Linked DNA regions of Sus scrofa: region 2 is linked to region 1. The links are chromatin contacts, called in public HiChIP or PLAC-seq maps. All regions are on one chromosome and are shown on one strand. The core of a region is the stretch at or near the end of the contact, and the rest is flanking DNA. Distances in the headings are between cores, read along the strand shown.

Region 1 (6,304 bases), core at 3,534-6,033:
CTGCATAACACAGGGAATTATATCCAATCTCCTGAGATAGACCGTGATGGAGAGGAATATTAAAAAAATGTATATATGTGTATGACTGAATCACTTTGCTGTATAGCAGAAATTGGCATAGCATTGTAAATCAACTGTGCTTTAATTAAAAAAAAAAGAAAAAAGAAAAGGAAGATTCCCTTTTAAACTGGAAACTCTACAGAGTTTTCTTGTGATACAAGTAAGGTCTGGACCCTACGAACTGCAGAGGACCTGCAGAAGGTGATTGCTTCCAGAAGCTTCCCCAGGTAGAAGCAGGGATCCCTGAGATGGGAGAGTTATGTGTATAATGGTGTTGATCATCTGTATGTATAGGCTTTGCATCAAAGAGAATCAGGTGTGTGTCTTTGCCTCAGTGGTGAAGATGGACAAAGGTGATAAGTCATGAGAGTGGATCAGAAGGACAGGTTTTGGTTGAAAGCCTTCAAGACAGTGATGCTCACGACCCTGCTGTTGTATCATGAACAAGGGTGACATATATATGTGCATCTGGGGACACCTCCTTTAAGACATACAACAAAAAAAAAATGAATTTTTATTGACATTTTTCATATAACTAGGCAAAAGCAACTTTTTCATAGGCCATATCAGCGTTGTGCTTCATTTGGGATCACGATGCCACAGGCAGCCCATAGATTTGCTCTGCAAGCTAGACAGTTCAAGTGAATGCTGGGTCATTCTGGCCAACCTGGATTTTGGAGAACTGGAGACAGAATGTTTGTGTCTCTGGCAAATTCATGTTAAATCCTGATGTCCTGGGTGGTAGTATTTGGAGGTGGGACTTTTGGGAGATAAATAGGTCATGAGGGCAGAGCCTTCGTGGATGGGATTAGGGTCCTCATAAGAGACCCTAGGGATCCCCTGACCCTTCTTCCATGGGAGGACACACAGGGAAATGGTCACCTATGAACCAGGGAAGCCACCCCTTGCCAGACTCCAAATCTGCCAGGACCTTGACCTTGGACTTTGCAGCTTCAGGACGGTAGGAAATAAATGCCTCTTGTTTATAAGCCACCCATGTACATACCGTGTTTCAGTTAGGGCAGCCCAAGTGGGCTACTACAGTTGAAGGCCAGAATCAACCATCAGGGTTGCTTGGTGGCTTCCATGGACTGTCAGGGAGGGTGAAGCCCAGGGTCTCGGCCCCTGTGCCTCTACCTTGTCTGCCCTTTTGCTAACCAACCTGACCAGTAGGGGGCTTTCTGAACATACCAGACCCCTTCCTGCCCCTGGTCCTTCACCATCGCCCTCCCTCCAGATGAGACACCCTCTCCCCTCTCTTCCCCTGGCTCAGTTCTTCTAGTTAAAGAATATTCTTATCTTCCGTTGCCTTCTTGAAGTGCTTAGTGTCCTGCCTATGCTTCTTGGCTTGTCCTGTTGGCCTGTGTCCTTGTCTGTCATTCCCAAAGGGGGCCTGGGAGCCATGGCTGTGCAGTTGACCTCTGTGAAGCATCCAAGACACTTGACTGACTCTATATTATTCTGCATAGCTCTCAAGGTGGGCCAGCCACCTTCCTAAGCATGTCACAATAACCAACGAGGCAGGGGTTACTACCATTCCTATTTTACAGGTGAGGAAATAGAGCACAAAGAGGTTATTTGACTTGCCTGAGGTCACACAACTAACAAGTGGTGGATGGGGTCCATATGGCCTGAACTGGGTTGAGTAGCCTCCCCCCAAATTCATATGCACCCAGAGATGTGGAGCATGACTTTCTTTGGACATAGGGTCTTTGCAGAAGTAACTAGTTAAGCTGAGCTCATATGGGGTTAGAGCAGGCTCTAAACCCACTGACTGATGTCTTTGTAAGAGAGAAAACAGAATCACATAGAGGGAAGAAAGACTCTCAAGATGATAGAGGCAGAGGTTGAGGTTATATTGCTGGAAACCAAGGAAGGCCAATTGCTAGCAACCAGAAAAATCTAGGGGGTCAGGAAGGATTCTTCCCCCAAGCCTTCAGGTAGGGTGGCCCTGCCTTAATTTCAGACCTCAGGCATCTGGAACGCTGAAGGAAAATTTTTCTTTAGTTGTTTTCAGCTATCCACGCCATGGGCACTCATCACGGCAGACACAGAAAAATAATAAACCTCCTCTCAGATAGAGAAGGAAAAGCTTTCTCAGGGTCTGTGGCATTCCTATTTCTTCCCTGGACAGGGGAGAGGGCCAGTAGGCCTGCTGGCAGGATTCTTAGACCCTCAGACTGCTCATACACTGCACGTGCCTGCCTGTCCTTTCCTGAGACGGCATTTTGGGAGGGACACCAGACTGCAAGGCAGGAGCTTGGGGCACATTCTTGGCTGCTGGACTTTTGGGGAAGGCTGGAAGTAGCCACCTGGTGCCTCAGTTTTCCCTTTGAAAAAATGGGGCCTGTAAGTGAATATGAGCCAGGTGCTGTTCTAGGCACTAGGAATGCAATAGACAGTGAAACTGACCACATCTCTGCTCCCCCATGAAATTAACATTCTAGGGGAGATAGGGTATGACTCAACCAGTAAACAAGAGATAATTTGAGTGTAACAAGGGATGCAAAGAAAAATTCCCTTCTCAGAAAGTGACAAGGTGTCATAAAATTAAACATTGTAAAAAAAAGCTAAAAACCCCCAAACTGAAGAGTGATATTTTTTGACCATGTTAACCATCACACAAATGTCTACATAGCAGTCCAGGCAGGACCCTGTGAGCTCAGACTCAGTGGTCCTCTGCCTAGCCCTGCCAGAGGCTGGCCTAATGTGGGGCCAGAGGGGCCCTTCCAAGTCTAGTTTCTCTATTGCAGGGTCAGCAATAAAAGGGATGACTCAGCAGGCAGCATGCCTGGACCTTGCAGGAGGGAGTGTGTGTCCCCCAGGCTGGGCCTCCAGGCTGCTTTGGCAGCACGGCCAGAGGCTCCCTCAAAGAGCTACTCTCTTTCCCCACCAGGAAGAGCTTCAGGGGATCCTTTGGGGACACCTATGAGAGGTGCAAGGCACTGGATGTGCCTTTTGTCTGAAGATGCCATCCCCCTGGGGGTACCTCTCATGTGGTCACTTTGAGAAAGACACATGGAGCCAATTTCAGTCACTCTTAAAACTTCCAAGAAGAACAAAAGGCAAACTTTCCAAATATAATGAACTTGATAATGAACTAGAACAAAGAGCATTCTAGATATAGGCACAGTAAGTTAGCTGTGCAGTAGGTAATAGAAAATACATGGAGCTGGAGTTCCCGTTGTGGCTCAGCAGTAACAAAACTGACGAGGATCCATGAGGTTGCAGGTTTAATCCCTGGCCTCGATCATGGTGTTGCCATGAGCTGTGGTGTAGGACGCAGACGCAGCATGGATCTAGCGTTGCTGTGGTATAGGCCAGCAGTTGTAGCTCCAATTCAGCCCCTATGCTGGGAACTTCCATATGCTTCCGGTGTGGCCCTAAAAAGTGAAAAGAAAATATAAGAAAATACAAGGAGCTATTAGCGATGGGATAACACAAACCATTATTTGAAAATAGAACTATTTTGGAGAGAAGAACAATTTGGAGCTCCTGTGTTCCTGGTGACTTTCCACTCGATTTGCCTTCTCAGGTCAAACACCATTACTGTGGGGCACCATGGGGTTGCAGGAGAATACTGGCCTGTCTGCTCATTCCCACACACATGCACACCAACACACACAAGCAACAGAGGAATGGGACAGTGGTGGGCAGGGGGAACTTGGATTAAATGCAATGGCCTAATTTCTTCCACATCACTCATTGAAATTCCCCACTCACTCATTTTCCTAAAAGCTGATTTTCTCATATACTTTGAAGTTAGGCAAGTGGGTTTGAGGAAAGTCATATTCCCTTTGAGGTGTCTGCCTAGGAACATGCCAAATTATCTCAAGAGCCCCTTCAGCAACAGGAGAAGGCTCCCTGGGGTAAGTGAAGATGGAGAAAAATCCTAACCCAAGAAATATGGAGCTCATTTTGACAGTCATTGGATGGCTTAGTGGTTCCAGAGCAACCAGGGGAAATAAGGTTTTCTTGATGGTTGACATTCAAAGTTTTCATAAGAAAATTAAAAATATGATCAATATTTTATAACAACTTTAAGTGGAGTATAATCCATAAAAATATTGAGTCTCCATGTGTTATACCTGAAACCAATAGAACATGGTAAATCAACTACACTTCAAAAAATAAAAAGAATCTTAGAAGCAATTTCATAAATGTGGAGGAAGGGTAGGATATTTACCCAAGATGTAAACTGTCTAAATGAAATGATCCATTATCTTTTTTCCATCGGTGAGGGTCTCACGCAAGCTTTCCTGTTTTAAACTCATGCACATCTACATCGACAGTGTTTATGCTTGCAGAGAAATTGCTCAATAGATGTAGGTTGATCTAAAAAAAACCCCAGACATTGGTATTTGTATCTATATGAGATGATGGATGCAACGAATCTTATTGTGGTCATCATTTCACAGTACATGTAAATCTTTATGTTGTACACCTCAGACTTCCCAGAACTGTCTATCAGTTATATCTCAATAAGGGGGGCGGGGAGAATGGAAGAAAAAAAAAAAGCTGGCATTCAGTTCCAGCCTAAACATTGTTTGGGAACCTCTGTTCCTGTCCACCCTCAGAGACCTCAGCCAAATTCTGGGGCGGTTGGTTTGGTTTCCTGGCTGGAATTGCGACACCGTTGGGGCAGAGTCTTGTAGCTGCAGACAAGCCTGTGAACAGGGTGTCAGGAAGTCCGGGAAAGCATGAGTCAGCTCAGCGCTGGCACCCTTGGCATCAGGGCTCCAGAGGAAACTTGACCAGTAGCCGAAGTCAACAAAGGGTGTGAAGCAAGCCGCACAGCCTGGGGGAGACTGGAGGGGGGGCAGGCAGCTGGCTGTGAGCAGGGTCAGGGAGGGCCCGCCAGCGTGTCCCCATGAACCCCACACACCAGACTCCACCCTTCCCAGCAGAGACGATCCAACCCTTTCAGCTCTGACCACAACGGGTGGAATTTAATGACCTGGGAACTAATTTCTCGCTGGTTTGGGCAAACTAAAAAAGATAGAATGAGTAATGCATTAAAATCATCTTTTTTCCTAATTGAAAAAAAAAAGTATTACAATTCTGTTTGAGACTTGACGTCTTTGGAATCAACATTGCAAACTTCTGGGAGATAATTCGAGATCAAAATGTGTAAATGCTCTCATTTACTTATATTCCTGCATTGACCTGGGCATTGTTTACAGCAAAGGCTCTTGGAACCAGGAACTAAGAGTTGCTTAGATCTTTCTGTCCCTTTTTGTCTCTTGGCCTGTACGTGTAGGTACAGGTGTGTCTTTATGTAGGTATGTCCTTGTATGCATGGTTTCTTCTATCCATCACTGCTCCCTTCTAGAATATTCCTGCCCCACCTTCAGCATAGACTCACTTTTTAGAATTTTGAACCCTGAGAATCAGCAGAAATTCCTGGTCTGTGTTTGAATATCTTGAACCTGTCTGCAGCCTACCCTTAGGTGTGGAGAGGAATGGAAACTCCGACTTGTAGGATGGGGGAGCAGTGGGACCACCCCCACTTCACAGGGCAGAGATCCTTCCCAAAGTACCATCCTGGGAGCATCTCCAGGGTGTGATCTGACTTAACCAAGCTTCACCTCCACTTCTGTCCCTCAGCCTTGCTGTGGAGCTCAGATGTAATGACACTGCTCCAAAGAGCATGAGAAGGGAGTTAAATTGTGGGCAAAGTGAGAACAGCCTGGGATAGGTGCAGGAGAGGAAGTGGAAGGAACAAGACTCTTAGGGCTGAGTCGAGTCTTAGGGCCCAAGACGACTGTGGGGCTGAGGTCAGAGGCCGGGGGGCTCCTACTGGAAGGGAAAAGGCTGGAGAGGTGGACTCCCTTAGTCCTGCTGTGCCTGCCTCTGGCCCTTGGCTCCTCTTTCTCAGACCTGCAAGAAGAGTCCATTAGATCAGCCCACCACACACATCTAGAAGTTTCTGAGTATTGCAGGCAACTCAAAGACAGAAACTTCGGCCTAAAAGCAGACGTTTTGGATCAATGTTGCCACTTAAATAACAGCTTGAAAAAGAAAATTCAGATCCTCCTCTCTTTCTGTCTCCTTCCCCACTTGACTTCGTAACCCATGTCCTCTCTATTAAAACTCTAAGTGGAAAAAAAAGTTAGTTTCACAAAGATTCTCTACAGAAAGTGTAGCTGTAAATTATCCAGAAAGTTAGGCATTTCTGCATCACAGCTTTCTCCTGAGCTTATTGCTTTTCTTTACATTATGAGGCCAGGATGTTAAAAACAAA
Region 2 (5,996 bases), core at 1,200-3,699, 350 kb after region 1:
TCTCTATTCTTTCTGTTCTATTCCATTCCATTCCATTCATGTTTTAGGGCTGGTTGCAACCCATGAAAATGATATCACAACCCACAGTTTGAAAGCCTCTGGCCAAGGACAATCCCTCCATTTAAAAAGTATAAAGTCTGGGACCTTGCAAGGTGAAGGGCTTTGTCCAAACATAAAATATAGGTGATTCAAGCGATGTGGGTGTGTACACCTAGTGGGGGAAAAACAAAAAAACTCAGCTCATTTCATCTATCCAAGTGTCTTCTTCCAAACCACATGCAATCATTTGTTTTGAGACATGGTTTTTTATGAGGCAGGTGTCCTGAGACACCTCAATCAGTGAAATAAGCAGGGTCTTCGTTGTGCTGTGAAAAGTGGTGAATTTGGGGAATGGAAGGCTTGAGGTCATGATCCTGGGATCTGGCTCCATGTCTTTAGGAGGGTGGCTGTGAGAAGGCTCATATCCTCTACTTGCAGGTAAAGGAAAGTGTACCTTCTGCCTCCTGAAAGACACTTGTTGGACCCAAGGAGGGTGCACAATGACAGCTTCTCATGCATCAGTGTGAATGGCCATGGGGCCAACAGAAGCCACAGCCTGGCACGTGGGCTAGGTCTGTGCTGCTGACCTTTGCACAGGAAGGCTCCCTGCTCTGAAATATTTCAGAGAAGCTCGCTTTGATGATTTTGAAAAGTAGCAGAACTTGTTCCCTCCTTGGCAGGCGTTTGTGCATTTCACTCATTTCAAGTCAGGACTAATAGTCCTAATGATTTTGAAGAGCCCTAAATGATTCCTTTATGCCTGGCCAGGATTGGCCAGGGTTCCTCTTACAACCCACAACATACACACACGTTCCACAGAAAAATAAATACTGGCGTAACCATGTTGGTGCCATGCCACTTAAAACGGCCATTTTCTTAAGTACTCATTTTAAAAGCAACTTTGTTATTTCAGCATCTGCCTTTGAAAGCTGGCTTTCTGTATCTCTGGTGTTATGTTTTCATCACCAGATGGAAAAATAAAACATTAACTCTTTCAACAATTGGAGAGCTCACTTACGTTTAAGGAAAAAAAATAATAAGTCCAGAGAAAATGCATCACTCCCTGCTTTCTTGGTCCTGTGTCGGAGTTTTCACAAAGTGTCCTGCCCCAACTCCTGGATAGCCATCAGATGAAAAGCTCTGCCCTGGGCAGAAGACTCAATGCTCACTGCCTGTGATGTCTGCTTCTCTCCCCGTCTACCCCATAGTGATGACTTTTGCCCATGCTCCCAGAGTTTATAAAAGTTGGCAGACCAAGTACTGCGTGTATGTGTGTGTGTGTGCGTGCATGCACACGTGCGTGTATAAGCAAGCATGTGGGCATGTGTCCAGGGGCTATGGAAGATGGGGAGAGGGCAAAAGGAATAAAATACATTTAGTCCTTTAAGGGATTTATACTTCCAATCCTGAATTGAGACAGAACAGATGAAAAGTGAAATCATGCTCCAAAGAAGTTATGAGGGAATGAATTTCAAAGAACCGTCGCGGTGCAAGGCGACCCCGTGTGTCCCCATTCCAAACCTCAGGCCCTTCCACCTTCTGTTGACTTGTATTCATCAACGTCAGGTTAACATGATACATGCCAGCCACTTTGCTTCCTGATGGCCAGAGCAGTGGTCAAGGATGTTAGCAACAGCTGCTATTTGTACAAGGCTGGCCTCTCTCAGCGCGGACAACACCCAAGGCACACACACCTGGCCTTGACCTGAAAGGTGCTTTCAACACCCACTCTCACCCAATTGTTCTTGTAATTCAAGATTTTTCCTGTAAGGTATTCTGTGAAACGGATACCCTCACTTTATTTAATTAGTAGGGTTTTTTTTTTTTTAATTACGAGACAGTTTTAGATGTACAAACCGTAATGCTGAAATAGTTTTTGTTCCACCATGCCGTTTCCTCACTTATTAACATCCCACACTACTATGCATGTTTGTCACGACAAATGAACCGATATTGAAACTTCACTGTAAACCAAAGTTGATGTGTTATTTAGACGTCTCTAGCGTTTTCCTAATGTCCTTTTTCTGCCCCAGGATCCCACCTAGGATACCACAATCCATGCTGTCGTCATGCTTCTGTGGGCTCCTGCTGTCCATGTCAGTTTCTCAGACTCACCCTGTTTTTGATGACCTTGACAATTTGGGGGAGTATTGTCAGCTAGGCTATAGGAGGTCCCTTCATTTGGCTTTGTCAGGTTTTTTTTTTCCATCACTAGACTGGTAGTGGTATTGCCCTTTGGGGATGTCGTATTGAAAAATATGTGTGTTCTGTGAAGTTTGGGTATTGGAAATCAATAGGCACTCTGCAGGGAGTGCATTAGTTGCATGGGAAACATCCATGAGAAGACCGACTCGCCGTAAACTACACTGATGCAGTTCCTTAAATTTGTATGGCCGTCAGGCCTTGAGGACATCCGAGAGCTTCCTTATTTGATCACACCACATAAAGAGCTATCATGCCAGCCACAGATATTGCTCTGTGTGGGCTGTCTGCTATAACAACCAACCTCAAATTTTCAGTGACTTAACAAAATCAAATTCTACTTCTCACTCATGCCACAGATAAATGCAAGTCTTCTGGGTGGTGCTGTGTCTCTTCCAATAGTGATTTGCTGCCACTCAGGCTTCTTTTTTCCTACGCCTGCCCTTTCCTGGCTCTTACTGGCATTAGTGAGTGGACAAGAGAAGAGAGAAAGAGCATGGAGAATTAGGTGGCAAGTTTTAAGGGCCAGACATAGATGTGCCATGCATTAATTCTGTATGCATTTTATTGGCCAGAACTCAATCACATGACACCCCCCAACTGCAAAGAAGAAGACAAAATGTGGTGTAGCACTACAGCAGACAGATAAAGAACTGGGAATTTGTGAACACACAACAACCTCTGCCATCCTTTGAACTTATGGGGCATCATTTCCTGTAGAGGAGTTCCCCTGTGGCTCTGCAGGTTAAGGATCTGGTGTTGTCACTGCTGTGGCTCAAGTTGCTGCTGTGGCACAAGTTGCTACTGTGGCACAGGTTTGATTCCCATCCCTGGAACTTCTGCATGCCATGAGGTCAGCCAAAAAGAAAATAAATAAGTAAATTTCCTGTAGATAAAAGAGATACAGTAACTCCAAAGATGCATATTGTTGTTTCCTTATAATATGCCTGTTGAGATTGTACTGAGGAGGCTGGGGTCATACTGTCTTTTCATAAGGACTTCCATTATAACACTGTCATTTCCTAATGCTGAAATTTGTCTTTTAAAGCAAAACAGAAGGAGAAGAGGTGCAAACTGGAGTTAATTATCACATCAAACAAATGTGTCTGATATAAACAACTTATACAACCCAACAGCAAAAAAACCAATCAATGGAAAAATGGGCAAAAGACCTGAATAGACATTTCTCCAAAGAAGATATACAGATGGCCAACAAACACATGAAAAAGTGCTCAACATCGCTGATTATAAGAGAAATGCAAATCAAAACCACCATGAGATACCACCTCACACCAGTCAGAATGGCCATCATTAATAAATCCACAAATAACAAGTGCTGGAGGGGCTGTGGAGAAAAGGGAACCCTCCTGCACTGTTGGTGGGAATGTAAACTGGTACAGCCACTATGGAGAACAGTTTGGAGATACCTTAGAAATCTATACATAGAACTTCCATATGACCCCGCAATCCCACTCTTGGGCATCTATCCGGACAAAACTCTACTTAAAAGAGACATGTGCACCCGCATGTTCATTGCAGCCCTATTCACAATAGCCAAGACATGGAAACAACCCAAATGTCCATCGACAGATGATTGGATTCGGAAGATGTGGTATATATACACAGTGGAATACTACTCAGCCATAAAAAGAATGACATAATGCCATTTGCAGCAACATGGATGGAACTAGAGAATCTCATCCTGAGTGAAATGAGCCAGAAGGACAAAGACAAATACCATATGATATCACTTATAACTGGAATCTAATATCCAGCACAAATGAACATCTCCTCAGAAAAGAAAATCATGGACTTGGAGAAGAGACTTGTGGCTGCCTGATGGGAGGGGGGGAGGGAGTGGGAGGGATTGGGAGCTTGGGCTTATCAGACACAACTTAGAATAGATTTACAAGGAGATCCTGCTGAATAGCATTGAGAACTATGTCTAGATACTCATGTTGCAACAGAACAAAGGGTGGGGAAATAATGTAATTGTAATGTATACATGTAAGGATAACCTGACCCCATTGCTGTACAGTGGGAAAAGTAAAAAAGAAAAAAAAATGTGTCTGGTGCTAAATATATACAACGTATTCAACCAGATGACTGCAAGAAGTAGCCATCATTACCCACATTTTACGGAAATGAGGACCAAGCAGAGTCGCATAAAAGGAAGCTGAACCTAAAAGCATACCTCAATCCAAAGTATACCTTTCTAGAAAAGAATGAACTGGGTCTTTCTTTCCCAAAGAGGCCGAATCTCTCTTTCATTTTTTAATGACCTTCTTCAATCTGAGCTATAGTATGTCTGGATGTTAATTGTCTAGTAGTCTAGACAGTGATGATATTATAACCAAGTTATGCACAGATAATCACTGTGTCACTGTTTCCAATGCTGCCTACACATATTGCTTCACTGAACACACTTGGCATGTGGATTATTCTCTTGATATTTATTTTCACCGTTTAAGTAGAGAATGCTTACTTAATCAAACCATCCGGTGGACCAAGAATTTTTTTTATATAAATCAAATGAAACATGAGCGTCTTGAAACTAAAAGAAAAATAATGTTCATGTGCCTCACATTTTTCTGGGAATGCTGGAGCAATCCACCTATACTTTTCTTGCTTCATTCACCAGAGAGAGGTCTTACACAGGTTCTTCAAATATTTTCATGACAAATCATTCCTTTCCAGATAGGTGACTTACCCAAAGCCATTCTCATTAAAAAAAAAAAAAAAAAAAAAAAAAAAAAAAAAAAAAAAAGAAATTTTCTGGAGATATCTTTTACTTACTCAGAATTAGGCTTTATAATCTATTTTAATGCGCCTACATAGCCTGCCTGGTCCAGTGCACAAGTGCTAGGAAAATGGACAACAATTTGGCTCTTACATGGACGGAAAATAAAACAATGTGTCTTTAAAAAAACATCGTCTTAATGAAGAATAAGGGTCATGATGTCATGGCATCACTTAAACCAACCTGAAGGAGGAAGATTTTGAAATCAATACAGAAATGAAAAACAATATGGTTTGGAAAGTGGGAGGATGTTCCAGACACAGTGGATAACAAGGTTTATTTTTGGCATGGAAAGAGAAAATGATCAAAGGGACCTGGATGAAATTTGTTCGGCCAAGGAAAAGGCATAGACCGGGGGTAACAGGCAGACACGCGGGCTTGGCAGGGGGGCGGTGCTGATACAAAATGATGTGGGGACAGTGCAAAGGCTCTGCTGACTGTTTCACATGCTATTTCCACCAGCATAATCACCCCCCGCGTCAGTGTTCTACCTCAAGAAGACCCCTTACGTGAAAATCTAGGGCTGAATGGGGTAAAATGGAAAATTCCTCCACCCCTGTGATAGCAGCCTGCTTGCTCTCTCACACAAAATGCAAACAAGGCATTTAAGAAAAATTTAAAATTCATCTGTGCCAGACTGAGCTTCGGCCTCTGGCAGGAAATGTGGGTAGACCCATGGGGGAGGGTTGTGAAGTGGGGTGCAATGGCCAGCCAGAGGGCAGGAAGAAGGTTCTCTAGCCTACTGAAAGGAGCAGGGGCCACTCACCGATGATGTCCGTTTTGCTTCTTAATTCTGAGTAAATCCAGCTTTTGCCAAATGTACTGGTTAAATTGTGACCCCCCCCATAAAATATATGTTCACACAGAACTTGTGAATGTGACTTTATTTGGGTAAAGGGACGTCTCAGATATAATTAAGTTTTCAACAGAAGAGCATCCTGGATTTATGGGAAGC

The links. HiChIP or PLAC-seq counts read pairs in DNA pulled down with a chosen protein or histone mark.
Region 2: an H3K27ac HiChIP or PLAC-seq map of alveolar macrophages shows a contact between it and region 1. The contact joins two enhancer-like sites. A contact is called at or near these places in 2 of 2 datasets of contacts at active chromatin or transcription factors (alveolar macrophages and skeletal muscle).

Annotation. Positions count from the first base shown.
Region 1 is chr13:198,570,003-198,576,306 of Sscrofa11.1, forward strand. All of the region lies in intron 1 of RUNX1 (runt related transcription factor 1), which reads right to left. Among named protein-coding and RNA genes, the nearest start is that of RUNX1, 62 kb to the right of the region's middle. Within about 2 kb of position 4,784, at least 11 of the 83 cell types and tissues checked have an H3K27ac peak or open chromatin away from gene starts, as enhancers often do. A contact at or near this core is called in alveolar macrophages, where this site is marked.
Region 2 is chr13:198,926,817-198,932,812 of Sscrofa11.1, forward strand. No RefSeq gene overlaps it. Among named protein-coding and RNA genes, the nearest start is that of RUNX1, 290 kb to the left of the region's middle. Within about 2 kb of position 2,450, at least 3 of the 83 cell types and tissues checked have an H3K27ac peak or open chromatin away from gene starts, as enhancers often do. A contact at or near this core is called in alveolar macrophages, where this site is marked.